2 separate regions of the Sus scrofa genome follow, and region 1 is linked to region 2. The links are chromatin contacts, called in public HiChIP or PLAC-seq maps. All regions are on one chromosome and are shown on one strand. Each heading gives the region's core, a stretch centred on a gene start, on an enhancer-like site or on the middle of the called end of the contact. The rest is flanking DNA. Distances are from core to core; before and after follow the strand shown.

The links. HiChIP or PLAC-seq counts read pairs in DNA pulled down with a chosen protein or histone mark.
Region 1: a contact with region 2 is called in an H3K27ac HiChIP or PLAC-seq map of alveolar macrophages. The contact joins the enhancer-like site here to the promoter of RNF130 in region 2. A contact is called at or near these places in 2 of 5 promoter capture datasets (fetal liver and liver), 12 of 47 Hi-C or Micro-C datasets (alveolar macrophages, embryonic fibroblasts, fetal heart ventricle and 5 more) and 2 of 2 datasets of contacts at active chromatin or transcription factors (alveolar macrophages and skeletal muscle).

What each region holds. Positions count from the first base shown.
Region 1 is chr2:78,681,170-78,688,115 of Sscrofa11.1, reverse strand. It overlaps TBC1D9B (TBC1 domain family member 9B), which reads right to left. Exons shown (of 22, transcript XM_003123648.4): 3 at 2,424-2,542. Among named protein-coding and RNA genes, the nearest start is that of TBC1D9B, 8.8 kb to the right of the region's middle. Within about 2 kb of position 1,530, at least 4 of the 83 cell types and tissues checked have an H3K27ac peak or open chromatin away from gene starts, as enhancers often do. A contact at or near this core is called in alveolar macrophages, where this site is marked.
Region 2 is chr2:78,512,384-78,518,963 of Sscrofa11.1, reverse strand. It overlaps RNF130 (E3 ubiquitin-protein ligase RNF130), which reads right to left and starts at 2,871. Exons shown (of 9, transcript XM_021084320.1): 1 at 2,585-2,871. The coding sequence starts at 2,831.

The DNA.
Region 1 (6,946 bases), core at 281-2,780, 170 kb before region 2:
ACACTGCCCTGCCAACACCTTGATTTTAGCCTGTGAGATCCATTTCTGACTTCTAACCTCCAGAACTCAGATAAGGAGTCTGTGTTGTTTTAAACCACTAAGTTTATGGCAATCTGTTATAGTAGAAACTGGACACTAAATCACATTATTTTATTTGTTTTTAGGCAAGAAATAGATTTATTAAGATGGGACGCTTGTGAGAGATGCAAGTGGGCAGGCAAGGAAGCTCTGCTTAAAACATTATTTTAAAAAAGTGGCTATCTTGTCTCAAGTCTTAAATTTATGGATTTAAAGCTGCTTATGGCATTCTCTCTCTCTCTTTTTTAACCCTGCTTTGTTAAAAGCGCTCTCATGTTTCATTTCCAGCATTGCTCATTTGAGGTTTCTCTCTTTTGTCCTGGATCACTTTTGCCACAGGTTTATTTACATTTGAGAGCTGCTTTTGGATCTGTTGCTCCTCCGTGTCATTCCTTCATTTTCTATGGAATTAACTTCTGCCTTTTGTTACAGACATACCCTGGAGATACTGTGGGTTCAGTTCTGAACCACGGCAATAAAGTCAGTATCAAATTAAAGTGAGTCACATGAATTTTTTGGTTCCCCAGGGCATACAAAAGTTATGTTTACACTGTCCTGTGGCTTATTAAATATGTCACAGCATTACATCTTAAAAAAATAAGGTACCCATCTTAATTAAAAAATACTTTATTGCTAAGAAATACCTACCATCATCTGCACCTTCAGTGAGTAGTTATCTTTCTGTGATAACTGCATTCCTTCTTTCTAATTCCCCAGCTTCTCTGGTGTTCTTCTAACTTACTGAGTTGGACATCTGACTCATTAATTCTCACCCTTTCTTCTTTTTGTCATATTATAAAAATAAGATTTAAGGCTTTAAATTTCCTTCTCTGTGCTGCTTTTGCTGCATCACACAAATTCTGATGTAAAGTAGTATTTCCAGAATTGTTCAGTTCTTAGTATCTTCCTTTTTGGGGGGCTTTTTGTCTTTTTAGGGCTACACCCGCGACATATGGAGGTTCCCAGGCTAAGGGTCCAATTGGAACTGTAGTGGCTGGCCTATGCCACAGCCACAGGAACGTGGGATCCAAGCCACGTCTGCGACCTATACCACAGCTCATGGCAATGCTGGATCCTTAACCCACTGAGGGAGGCCAGGGATCAAACCCACATCCTCATGGATCCTAGTCAGGTGCACTAACCGCTAAGCCACGACAGGAGCTCCTCCAGTACTTATAATTTCCATTTTTGCTTTGCCCCATCTAGAACTTTGTTCTGATTTGTTGATTAGTTTGTTGGGGCCTACCATAAGAGAAACATTTAATAAGTTGCTGTTATTATTACTATTGCCTAGCTAGCTCATTAGGAGAGTGAAGGCTTCCCTCTGCTCCCTTTGCCTGTTTTCCTGGAGCTAGAAATCGGCCCTCCCTGAACCCCAAGTGCATGGAGAACTGCTGAGGAACTCTTAGGCTACCCGCCCAGGGCTAGGAGGTTCTGGCGTAATAGAGTCACAGGGGATGTTGCCCAAAGTAAGTCTGCATCATCAACCTTTGGCTCAGTAAGAGTCCTCTGAAGAATCTACCCTAAGGCTATAATCTAACAGAAAGAAAAAGACACACATACACTCAGATTATAATGTTAACTATTCCCTAAGGAGGAAGCAACCTAAATATCATCGTGATAAAAACTTTTACATATTGCTAAAATCTTCAAAATTATTTTGAAAGCTGTAAAATTTTCCACTAAGAATACCACACATGACTGACTAAGGCCTCAGAATAGAGAATGCTCAGCACAGTGTTCACATAGAAAGTACTCAACGAATGCTATGCTAGCAGTATTAGCACTCTCATTTTGCAGAGGCAAGAACAGCTACTTCCCCTCTTACCATGGGACTGGGAGGAAATGTTTCCAGTTTTTTTTTTTTTTTTGCTGACAGTGTTGCAGAGAACATCCTGAGACACACATCCTTCTGCACATATGAATACACTGTAGGGTAAATTTCAAAAATGGACTTGCTGGGTCAAAGTGTCTGTGCATTTTGAAGTAATGTGAGTTTTATAACAAAAACACACTTCAAACTATTCTATCATTTCCAACTTCTTCCTCGTTTGGCCAAGGAACTGGCCATCAGAGTTGTGTATCTGCATATTTGCTCTAAGGCCCTTTGCAGGGAATGGAAACCCCCAGCTAAGCTTAGTCAGACACCAGGGGCTGGCCAGAACATGGGGCCTGCACACAAGTTCAAGTACCCCTTTCAACATCAAGGGAACTGGATCCACTTCGTTTCCATCTCTGTTTAAAAGACCTACACCATGCTGCCTGAATGTCGTTGAAGATAACCTAGGAGAATACTGCTAGCCCAGAGAAGAGAGTAAGAACCAGGAGTGGAAAGTGAATCTTACATGTATCTTGCCCTTGACGAACGTGGTAATATCCTCCTCATTGTCAAAGATGGACAGAGTCTGAAGTAAGTTGTTTTCCAGCCATTCCCAGTGTTTTGTGATTTCTTTGCGGGAAGAACCTAGGGGAGGTTTGGTGGGGGGAAGAAAAGGAAAATCATAAAATTATCAGGCCTTAAACATAAACTCAGGGAGTTCCCATTGTGGCTCAGCAGTAATGAACCTGACTAGTATCCATGAGGACACAGGTTCGATCCCTGGCCTCGCTCAGTGGGCTAAGGATACAGCATGGCTGTGAGCTATGGTGTAGGTCGCAGATACAGCTCGAATCTGGGGTTGCTGTGGCTGTGGTGTAGGCCGGAAGCTGCAGCTCCGATACAACCTCTAGCCTGGGAACTTCCATATACCATGGGTGTGGCCCTAAGAAGAAAACAAAAAACAAAACAAAACAAAAAACTCAAGGAGAGATTAAAATGTATGACCTAATTTGCTATATACCCAAGGGACTACAGTCTTAGAGCTGCTTACTCTTTCCTTAAATTTTATAGCAAAAGTCATAAATGGTCCCAATAAAAACAAAAACACAACAAAAATTCAGATAGACTTACAAAATCACGAGGAAAATAAAGCCTCAACTTTCCTCTAATACCAAGAGTGAGAGCGACCGCTAGTTTCCTCTGGGTCCTCCCAGATAGAAGTCTACACACCTGCAGGTTTGCTTACTTATTTTTCTTCGATAAAAGGACTTGATAAAGTCTTCCACATAAAGGCGATTAGCCAAACGCGGTCAGACTTGGCATAAGGGACTGCAGCTCCCCTGAGAAGCCACGCATCCAGGGAGAGCAGCTGGAGCTTCCCGCAGCTCTAGGCAGCTGGCTGGCTGGTTTTTACTGGGCAGACCAGAGACTCCCGTCCCTCTCTCTCAAGCCAAGTGCCCCACTGGGCCTTTGCCTGCAATGCTCCTCCTCCTCAACCCAGTACACATCCCAGCCGGGATCCTGTCTCCTCCAGGATCCCCTGTCTGGCCTTTTTGGATTCAGGCTGGCCCCCAGTGTCCCCCCCAGCTAGAAGGGGGTCCCAGTCCTCCTTGGGGAGGGGCCCCCAAAGGCACTGAAAACCCATGGAAATGGAAACCCCAGAGAGGCAGCCCAATGCCACTCCCAAAGAGTGAGGCAGCAGTTTTCTCTGCCTTTGTCAAGGAATTGGGAAAAGGGGCTCCAGAAGGAGGAGTGAGGGGATGAGCAAAGTCCCTGCCTGGCCTATCTTCTCCGCCCCCTGACGCCCCATTTTTGGGGGCTTTTCATGTGCCTGGCATGAGGTTTGCATTTAACTCTTTCTTTCTTTTTTTTGGCTGTGCCTGCAGCATGTGGAAGTTCCCGGCCAGGGATTGAACCTGTGCCACAGCACTGACTCAAGCTATGGGTCCTTAACCACTAGGCTACCAGGGAACTCCAAGAACTCCTTCTTGAATGAATTAATGCAAGAATAAGAAAAGGAGTGAAGGCTCTGCTTCCTTCTTAGTGCCCTGGGGTGGGGCAGTCTGTAGGCTGCAAGCACCTAGAAGGCCCAGCTGATTCCCAGACCATGGAAAGGCCCATACGCTCAGCACAGAGGGAGCCTTAGTGAAGACACGAGCCCAGCAGGGCTGTGGACCACAGACATGTTTTGCTGGGCACCCCATTCTTTCCTTCTTGGCTACAGCTCTCCCACTAGCGGAAGACTCAGCCTTGACCCCAACCTGGCCAGGCCAAGCTAGTCCCTGTCGTCTCCTCCAGCCCATGCACCTGCTCACTGCTCTGTCGCACATGAGTCCAGCCTGTATGGTTAAGGTTGACTTGTTTGCTTCTTTACATTTACCAGCAGCTCACTATCCTAACAAGCAATTCCTCAGAAAGACCCTCCCCCATGAGCCTGTGGGAGCCTGTGGAGATGATTAAACCCGGACTCATACAACTAAGAGCGATAATCATGACAACAATTAATCATAAACAGAAATTCCTCCTGGAAGTTCCTAAACCATCCATAATTTCTTTCATTTTTCTCTGCATATCTATTAAGGCATCTTTTCCCAGGGACACAGAGGCCAAGGTCTAGCTGTTAGGGAAAGGGATCTCACTCTCGCTCGCTCTTTTTGCCAAGAACCTCTATTTGAATTTGGAAGTTGAATTTGCCTGTGATACAACTCTACTGTGTTACTCCCTCTCACACGCAGCCCACAACAGAGGAATCTTGTCTCCGATGAAGACTGTGTGCCTCTGTCTGCACTTTAATAATAAACATTCATACATATTCACTTAAAAGAATTATTAGTTAAAAGCAATTCCATCTTCATTTAGTACTAAGTAAGTACAAATCATGCTATCTATAAGTCAGGCACTGGGAATAAAAAATATCATAGCTGATTAAATTCTTAAGTGCTATTTCTGCCTTCCAGAACTCTTCATGGATTCTCTTGATTCTTAGAGTACCTCAGAGACAGGTACTTCATTATTTTCATTTTATAGGATGAAGCTGAGGCACAGAGAGGTTGAGTAAGTTGCCCAGGTCACCTAGCTGGGAAGAGACTAAACCCTAATGCTAATCCAGGCTGCCTGGTGCAGAGCCGGCCCACACCCTCAGGGAGTCGCTGGTCCAGTGGGCGAGCCGGCGCGTCTTCAGTGCCAAAGTATCGGTGGAGATGAGGAAAGTCCAGGGGGTAAGCGGGCGGGTATGTGGGGCTGTGACATCTGGGAAGGTTTTCCCTAGGATGGGACATCTGGGCAGGGACTCAACAGAGCAGGAGGAGGTGATGTGGACGTGGGGGGGACGCTGCAGGTCCACCAGCCAGGACAGGAGTGGTTAAGAACTTAGGCCCCGCTGGTGCCCTGTCTGGCTGAAGGCCAGGTGTGAGCTGGGGGTGGGGGGAGGAGGACAGAAACGGGGGCAGGCAGACCCTGAAAGCCCTTTAACGGCCAGCTAAGGAGTCAGGGTTCCCTGGCAGGTGTCAGTGGGATGGTATCCGGCTTGGAGAGCTGAAGAGATGGGGTGGGCAAAGGAGGGAGGCCTGGGCAGAGGCCAGCACAGGTGAGCCCAGGGCCTGACCAGGGCAGGGGCTCTACCTTTCACCAGGGTCCCTCCCCAGGCCCTGATGCCACCAGTGGGGTTCCCAGCTGGCCCCCCCTCTCCCCACAGAGAGGCTGCTCTCACTGCCACTGCCCCCATCCCACTGCTCCCCGAGAAGGAACACCCTGAGACAAAGATGAATATCCCCAGGGACCATTTTACTTTACTTATTTTTTATTTTTTTGCTTTTTAGGGCTGCACCAGCAGCATACGGAGGTTGCCAGGCTAGGGGTTGAATTGGCGCTACAGCTGCCAGCCTACACCACAGCCACAGCAACACCAGATCCGAGCCTCATCTTCGACTTACACCACAGCTCATGGCAACACCGGATCCTTAACCCACTGAGCAAGGCCAGGGATCGAACCTGCAACCTCATGGTTCCTAGTCGGATTCCTTTCCTCTGTGCCACTATGGAAACTCCCTCAAGGGTCCATTTTAGGGCAAAGCCCAGGCACACACCACAGGAAAGCCTCTCGCTCCTGCAAGCACCCCACTCAGGCTCTACAACCGGGAGAGCAGGGAGCCTATAAAGTTTTCCGCTCGACTTTGTGCAAACTCAGCTTTCTAAGCCTTCATTTATTCATTCACACAAAGATGGAAGACACCTGTGTCTAGGGCTCAGTGAGGAAGACGACGGCCTCCTAGCCCAGCACCCATCTGTAAGCAGAGGCTGTGCCTGGTCTGGTGTCTTCAGGCCTGACCCGCACTGCCCCGGGCTGGGGTCCAGCTGTGAACATTCTCGTCACTTCTTCTCAGGTCTCTGAGGAAAATCATTATCCCGGGGGACAGTGACACTGGCTTCTAGCACAGAGAGGTACTCAGCACAATGGAAAGGAACAGGTGCTCTGGTCTGATCTGCAGTTCTGTGTGACCCTGGGCAGGTCACTCACACCTCTGGGCCATAGTTACCTCATCTTCAAAAGAGGGAAAACCAAAGTTCTACCTTCCAGAAATGCTGGGAGCTTTCTGTGCGGGGCATGCAGGAAGCGCTGTCTGTGTGTGGTGCCCACTGGAAGGGGACTTCCTCCTGGACTCCCGGGAGGCAGGACGTGTCCTCTTCAGAGGACAACTATGGCTGGTTCTCCTTCCTCACAGGTTATGTTCTACAGGCTGGATTTGCCAATGCTGTTCCTAGGGCAGGGCTAAGTTCCTGTGAGCCTCTGGCCCCAGCATTTCCATCAACCGATCAATACGCTACTTTGTCTTATATGTCTTTCTGTTTAAAGGCACCCTATTATTTATATATATATATATTTTGCTACACCCATGACATGTGGAAGTTCCCAGGCTGGGGAATGAACCTGTGTCACAGCAACGACCTGAGCCGCTGCTGTGACAATGTCAAATCCTTAACCTGCTGCACTACAAGGGAAGTCTCTTTAATATATGTTTTTAATACCCTAGCATTGAACTCACCGCCAGC
Region 2 (6,580 bases), core at 1,622-4,121:
TAGTGTTGCCATCAGTAAGTCCTCAATACGTATGTCAAGAATTCTCTTCAATTTAAAATTATCTGTGTAAGGGTCAGAAAGAACTCATTATTTTTCTAAAAATATGAAATCTGAAACTCAATAAAGAATACGATGTGAAATACCCAAATATTATTCAAAGTTTAAGCTATTTTCTTTTTTTAAACTGAGGTATAATTGACACAAGCCATTTTCTTAAACATGAAAAATTTTAACAGATTTCTACTACCATTCTTGTTTTTAAAAAAACATTCCTAAATTCCTGCTGCAAAAGGACAAAAACATCTTGTATTTCATGTTAATCCACAGGTTCTGAAAATTTACAGGTAAATTAACTTATAAACTCCCCACAGCCTAGACTGTGAGCTTCAGGAAGAGGAGAGATTTTTATCTGTTTTGTTCACTGCTGTGACCGCTCCCTCTTCCCCAGTGCCTTGGATGGAGGCTGGTACGCAGGAGATTTTCAAATAGTATTTGCTGGACCCTTCAGTATAAAGCTAGATTCAAACCACCTGCAGGATCCCACCACCAGCACATGAGAAAACCTGAAGCAACCTCATGTTGTGCAGATACAAAATGAGCCCCTAGAGAACTGAGCAGAGGAAGAGGAGACACTCAAGGGAGACCGCAGACTCAGTCTCCACACACTGCCCCAAAGTGTTCACATTGATGCAGTGGCTAAAATCCCACCAATTTAGAGATTCACTTAGGTTAACAAGTCTCCTCTTTTAAGAATGCAGGAACCGTTTAAGCCTTTTGACAACCTTACAGAGTAAATATTTCATCATTCCATTTTGCAGATGAAACAGGCTAAAAAGTCGAATTACTTTTCTTCAAGACTCAGAACCTTTAATCCTTTAATGCCACCTCCCCACTGAAAAGGGAATAGGACTAACTTTTATCCACACGTCAGCGCACTTTAGTTCCCAATACCCTTCTATCCAAACATCGAAAACAAGTTTTCTTAAGGATGGAGCTTTGGTTTGGAGTGTCAGGAGAGCAACAAGTGGTTTCAGAACATGGAACACTTTGAAGGCAAGTACCTAAAACGAGGGTCATAAATTTGGGGTGCCTGGGGGAACTAAGCCCCAAAAACAAACCACAGATTTCAAAATACTGCACCGGGCTGGCTCTTGCTCCAGAACAGCTCGCCTCTCTCTCTTCCTCTTCCTCCCTTTCCACGTGATCCTCACAGATCTCCGCACCAGAAAATAGACTACCATTGTCAGTGCCATAATTTGGCAATGCTATGTGTCCCAACCACAGTGACTGGCACAGCAGAGGCAAGCAAATATTTACTGAATGAACCAAAGGCCAAAGTTGTTTCTGTGGGCAAGCTGGGACCCTAACTGCAGTATTTAACAAAGTGAAGAAATGCACCCTAAGCCCCTGATTATTGTTATAAAAATGAACTTTTAAAATGCGAATATAAACTGGGAACAGGCTAAGGGAAAGCCTCACCTGATCCTTTTCTTCTTCCTCAGCTAGACTGCCTCAAAGACAACAGCTTAGCACTTGAGCATTCAAATACAAATCTCAGAGGGGGCATGATGTTTTAACAGTTTAGAGTATAAAAACAAACACCATTACCTTATTTAGGGTGTCTAGTTTAGATCATCTTAACTTCAATAGCAGCTTAAAAAAAAAAAAAAAATCCCCTCTCAGCATTCTCAGGGTGAGAGTAGGGTGGAGAAGACAGCAGACATTTTCCACAAAGTTCACAGTGGGCTAAAAAACAAAATCATGCTCTACAGTGTGGGGAACGTCTCCTTTAAAACATGACCAGAAATTTATACAGATACATCTACTATACGAAATAATTAAACAGAGCCTGTGTTTATAGGTAGACATGAGTGTAAAGCAAATGGCTTCAAAGACAGCTCTTGAAAATTTTACCTATTTTTCCCCTTTGGTAGACTCCCGTGACCTGAAGACTTGGCTACAGGTTCCAGTTGGTATCGGATTCTTCACAACGTGAGATTTTTTTCAGGCGTCAAATTACAGTAAAGCTCCTGGGGCAGAATAAGAGCCAAAAGCAACAGGGAAGATGCCTATTTTCCTCCTCCACCCCTCCTTCCACTTGCCACTTAAGAAAAACAGCACGTTTTTACGTTAGAAAAGGGCCTGGTCCTTCGAGATTCAATGCGGTGTTTGATTTCGGGAACGAACCTACGGATTCTGAAATACAGGTTAAGACCTCATCCATCATGAACTAGTTTTGCGCTCTTCCACCGCCGCCTTTGTCTGAGCTGTCCCTGCAAACTCGCAGTTCAATGCCTTCCTGTAAACAAGCCACCTAAAACCAAAAGGAACGTTCTAAGTCTTTCTAAAAAGAAAAGAAGATCCCCAAAACGCGCCTGGGAGCCTAATCCCAGCACCGAGCAGGCCGGAGTGCACACGACTGGAACCTCGACCGGGGGGCAGCCGCGCCGAGCGGCGCGACGATCGAGGCCGGGGGTAGGGGCACCGCGCCCGCCGCCCCCGCTCCCAGGCTGCGGCTCCCGGGGGCGGGGGACCATCGCCGGCCGCTGCGCCACGGCTTCTCTCTCCCCTGCCAGGCACTCACCTCCATGGATGGGCAGCGGTGCCAGCACCTGACCGCGGACCTCGGCCTTAGGCGAGTCGAGCCCGTAGCGCCCGCGGTCGATGCGGAACGTGAGCGGGGAGCCGCGGCCGGGCTCCTGCACGGTCACATTGATGAGCGCCGTGTAGTATTCCTGGCTCGCGTTATCAGCCCGCGCCGGCCACAGGCTGCAGGTCAGCAGCGCGAGCGCGGCGAGCCGGGCCGGGCCCGCCCGCGCCGCACCGCTCATCGTCCCTCCCGCCGCCGCCGCTGCTCGCGGACCGGGCTCCCGGGCCGGCGCCGAGAGGCGGGGCGGGCGCGGCCGGCGCTGCGGCGGGAGCGCGCGCGCGCGGCCGGCGCAGGGCCGGGCACGAGCACGGCTCTCCTCGGTGCCGCGGCGCCGCTGCTCGCTGCCCTCACGTCCGCCACCCGCCCGCGGGAACGCGCCCATGGGCTCCTCAGCGAGGACGGCGGGTCAGGCCGCGCGCAGTCGTCTCCTCCGGGGTCCCTCCATTCCACAGGGCCGGTCCCGCTGAGTTGGGGCGCCACTCGGGGAAGCGACGGGAGTGGAAGACGCGCCTGAAAAAGGGTCTTCGTAGCACAAAGTCCTGTTCGCCCGGCTGCCGCCTCAGGCGCGCACTCGCCGCCGTCCCGCCCCCTGTCAGCCGAGTGGCAAGGCGCAGGCCTTGGGCGCAGGCCCGCCCCCTTGCGCATGCGTGCAAGCCCGTGTCCGCTCCCGCCCGCCCGCACGAGGGCCCTAACAGACCCGGCACCTAATAGCCCCACGACCAGCCATGTTCATGCGTCGGGCGAGATGCGCACAGAGTTTGGAACCAGGGGCCTTTTCCAAGGGCCTATGGAAAAGTATGAGACAAGAACACAAAAGAAAAAAAGCTAAAACTAAAAATTAATTTCTAAATTAAATATGGGATTCCACATTTCAACCAGTCAACTCAAAGTCTTATTTATCATCATTGGGCCCAGGGCGGGTTGGGGGGGGGGTTCTGTGCAAATAAGAGTATGGGGGTCTCTCTAGACCTGGATCTTTAAGAACATCTGAGGTACTTGCTCAGGCATCTGGAACCCTGGAATTCCCTTTCCAAACAGCCCTGGGTCACTTAGAGCCCCTGTGGTAGAGCTCTTCCCTAGTGGTGGTCTTCTTAATGTTCTCCTCCCACTTAGCATGCCCTGGCCTGCCCCTGCTTGAGAAGCTCATGCCCCTTACTCCCTTGTCCTTACAGGATGTGAGGTGCCCATGCCTGCTGGTATGAGAAATGGTTGCAGAGACCCACAGAACCAGTCTGTTAAGTCAGCTGGGTGCGAGGGGTGGGGGGAGCAGGTCCCTTTAAAGCTCTCTTGGCCTTTCTGAATTTGTCAAGGAGAAAGTTGGTTCTAAAATGGAGTAGTGGGGTTTTTTTGCCTTTAAAAAAAAAAAAATACATTCCCTTTCTTGTATTATCTTCCACCATGTTCTGTCCTAAGAAACTGGATATAGTTCCCAGTGCTATATAGTAGGACCTCATTGCTTATCCATTCTAAATGCGATAGTTTGCATCTATTAACTCCAAACTCCTAGTCCATCCTCCCACCTACCCCCATCTGCAAACACAAGTCTGTTCTCTAAGCACAGGACTTTATTTTATAATCTATGTGTGCCCTTTTATTGCTACACTGAACTGCCATTCCCTACCCCACAAGCAACCATTCTAATGTGCTTAAAAACATGCAGTGTTGGAGTTCCCGTCGTGGCGCAGTGGTTAACGAATCCGACTACGAACCATGAGGTTGCGGGTTCGGTCGCTGCCCTTGCTCAGTGGGCTGATGATCTGGCGTTGTCGTGAGCCCTGGTGTAGGTTGCAGACTAGGCTTGGATCTTGCATTGCTGTGGCTCTGGCATGGGCCGGTGGCTGCAGCTCTAATCAGACCCCTAGCTTGGGAACCTCCATATGCCACGGGAGTGGCCCAAAAAATGGCAAAAAGACGAAAAAAATGCAGTGTTGTTTATATGTACTTCTTAATTATGAAATAGTATTGGTTATAGCTATCATTGTTTTTTGTTCTTCACCCAGCACTATGTTGGGTTTGTTTTGTTGTTTTCTTCTATTTATATAATAAATTTTATTTTGAAATATATCTTACCTGTACTGAAATGCAAAAAACTTACATGTACAGCTCAACAGATGTCTAGTAAATGAAAATCCCTTTGTAACCACCATCTAGATCAAGATGGAGAACATTGCCAGCACCCCCAAAGCTTCCCTGGCCTTCTCAGTCATTACTACCCTACTAATCTGCTTCTGTTACCATAGATCAGTTTGCCTGTTTTGAAATTTATGGAAATAGAATCACACAACATGGATTCTTTGATGCCTAGTTTTTTTCCTAGCATTATGTTTGTGAAATTCTTTCCCTTTTTTTGCATTTATTGTAGTTGTTTGCTCTTTTTCTTGACTATATAGTATTCCACAAGTGATGTATCCATTTTCCTGTTGATAGGAATCTGTATTGACTTCTGTTTTGGGATTTTATGAACAGAGCTGTTACTAAAACTGTGTGTCTTTTGGTGTATATGAGTAGGCGTCTCTAAGAGTCTGGACTGTGGAATGGAATGGCTGCATCATAGGGTAGGCATGCACCTTTGGTGGATACTAGCACTGCCTTTTTTTTTTTTTTTTGTCTTTTTGCCATTTCTTGAGCTTCTCCTGCAGTATAGAGAGGTTCCCAGGCTAGGGGTCTAATCGGAGCTGTAGCTGCCAGCCTATGCCGGAGCCACAGCAACGCAGGATCCAAGCCTCGTCTGTGACCTACACCACAGCTCACAGCAATGCCGGATCGTTAACCCACTGAGCAAGGGCAGGGATCGAACCCGCAACCTCATGGTTCCTAGTCAGATTCGTTAACCACTGCGCCACGACGGGAACTCCACTAGCACTGTCTTTTTAAGCTGCCCTTCCCTCACCCCCATCCGAGCCTCTCTTTTCTGTTTCTCCCCTTGGGGGTTGTCCCTTGAAGGTCTTGGCCCAAGAGAGCTCCCCCTGCTGTTGCTGCTGATTATCACCCCATCCCTAAATTGTGGCCGTGGGTGAAATGATTGTAGAAACCCAGTCCAATTCCCATGGGACAGATCGTCCTGGAGAAGCTGCTCTCAGTGTGTTCCTTGTGGATCCTGAAGTCCTGGAGATGCTGCAGGTGAAGAGCCCTATAGAGACATCAAGACTCTATTAGACTACTAAAGTCTACAAGACTGTACTAGACACATTTCCGTATATGGCTGAGTATTTGTAAGTTCACATCAGATTTGCTGGCTCCTCTGGGTTACTTGGGCCAGCACATGGAAAGGGTATTTTAGGAAGTGCAAATAATATTTTTATTTTAATAATTATGTGTTCATTTTAACATTGACTTCTATTTTATAGCAAGTGATTTCACTTTCAATGATAGTAATGTCACCTGTCTTTAAAAACTGAGACATCTTAGAGAAAAGTATTTAATAAATGGTAGTCAGATGGAATATAGATGTGGCGAAATTATAAAAGTCGTTATTCAAAGGACCAAAGTGAGGGAAATGATAATAGAGAAAAGAGCGGGGGCTTCAGAGACAGAGGCCCAGGGCTGGGTTGAAATCAGGGCTACTGATTGTGAAATATTCAGGAATTTGGAGTTCCCCTGTGGCTCAGCTAATTAAGAACCCAACTAGGGTCTGTGAGGATCTGGGTTCAATCCCTGGCCTTGCTCAGTGGGTTAAGGATCTGGCATTGCCGCAAGCTGCGGTGTAGGTCACAGATGCGGCTTGGATCCTGTGTTGCTGTGGCTCCAATTCAACACCTGGCCTGGAAACTTCCATATGCCATAAGTGTGGCCATTAAAAAGAAAAAAAATCAGGGATTTTGCAACCATTTGTTACACAACTGATACCTTGAAATTAGCTGTGACTGTAGGATAATGTTTATACCACAGAAATTGGCAGACTGTATAAATCAAGGCGCCCTCCCTATTTCC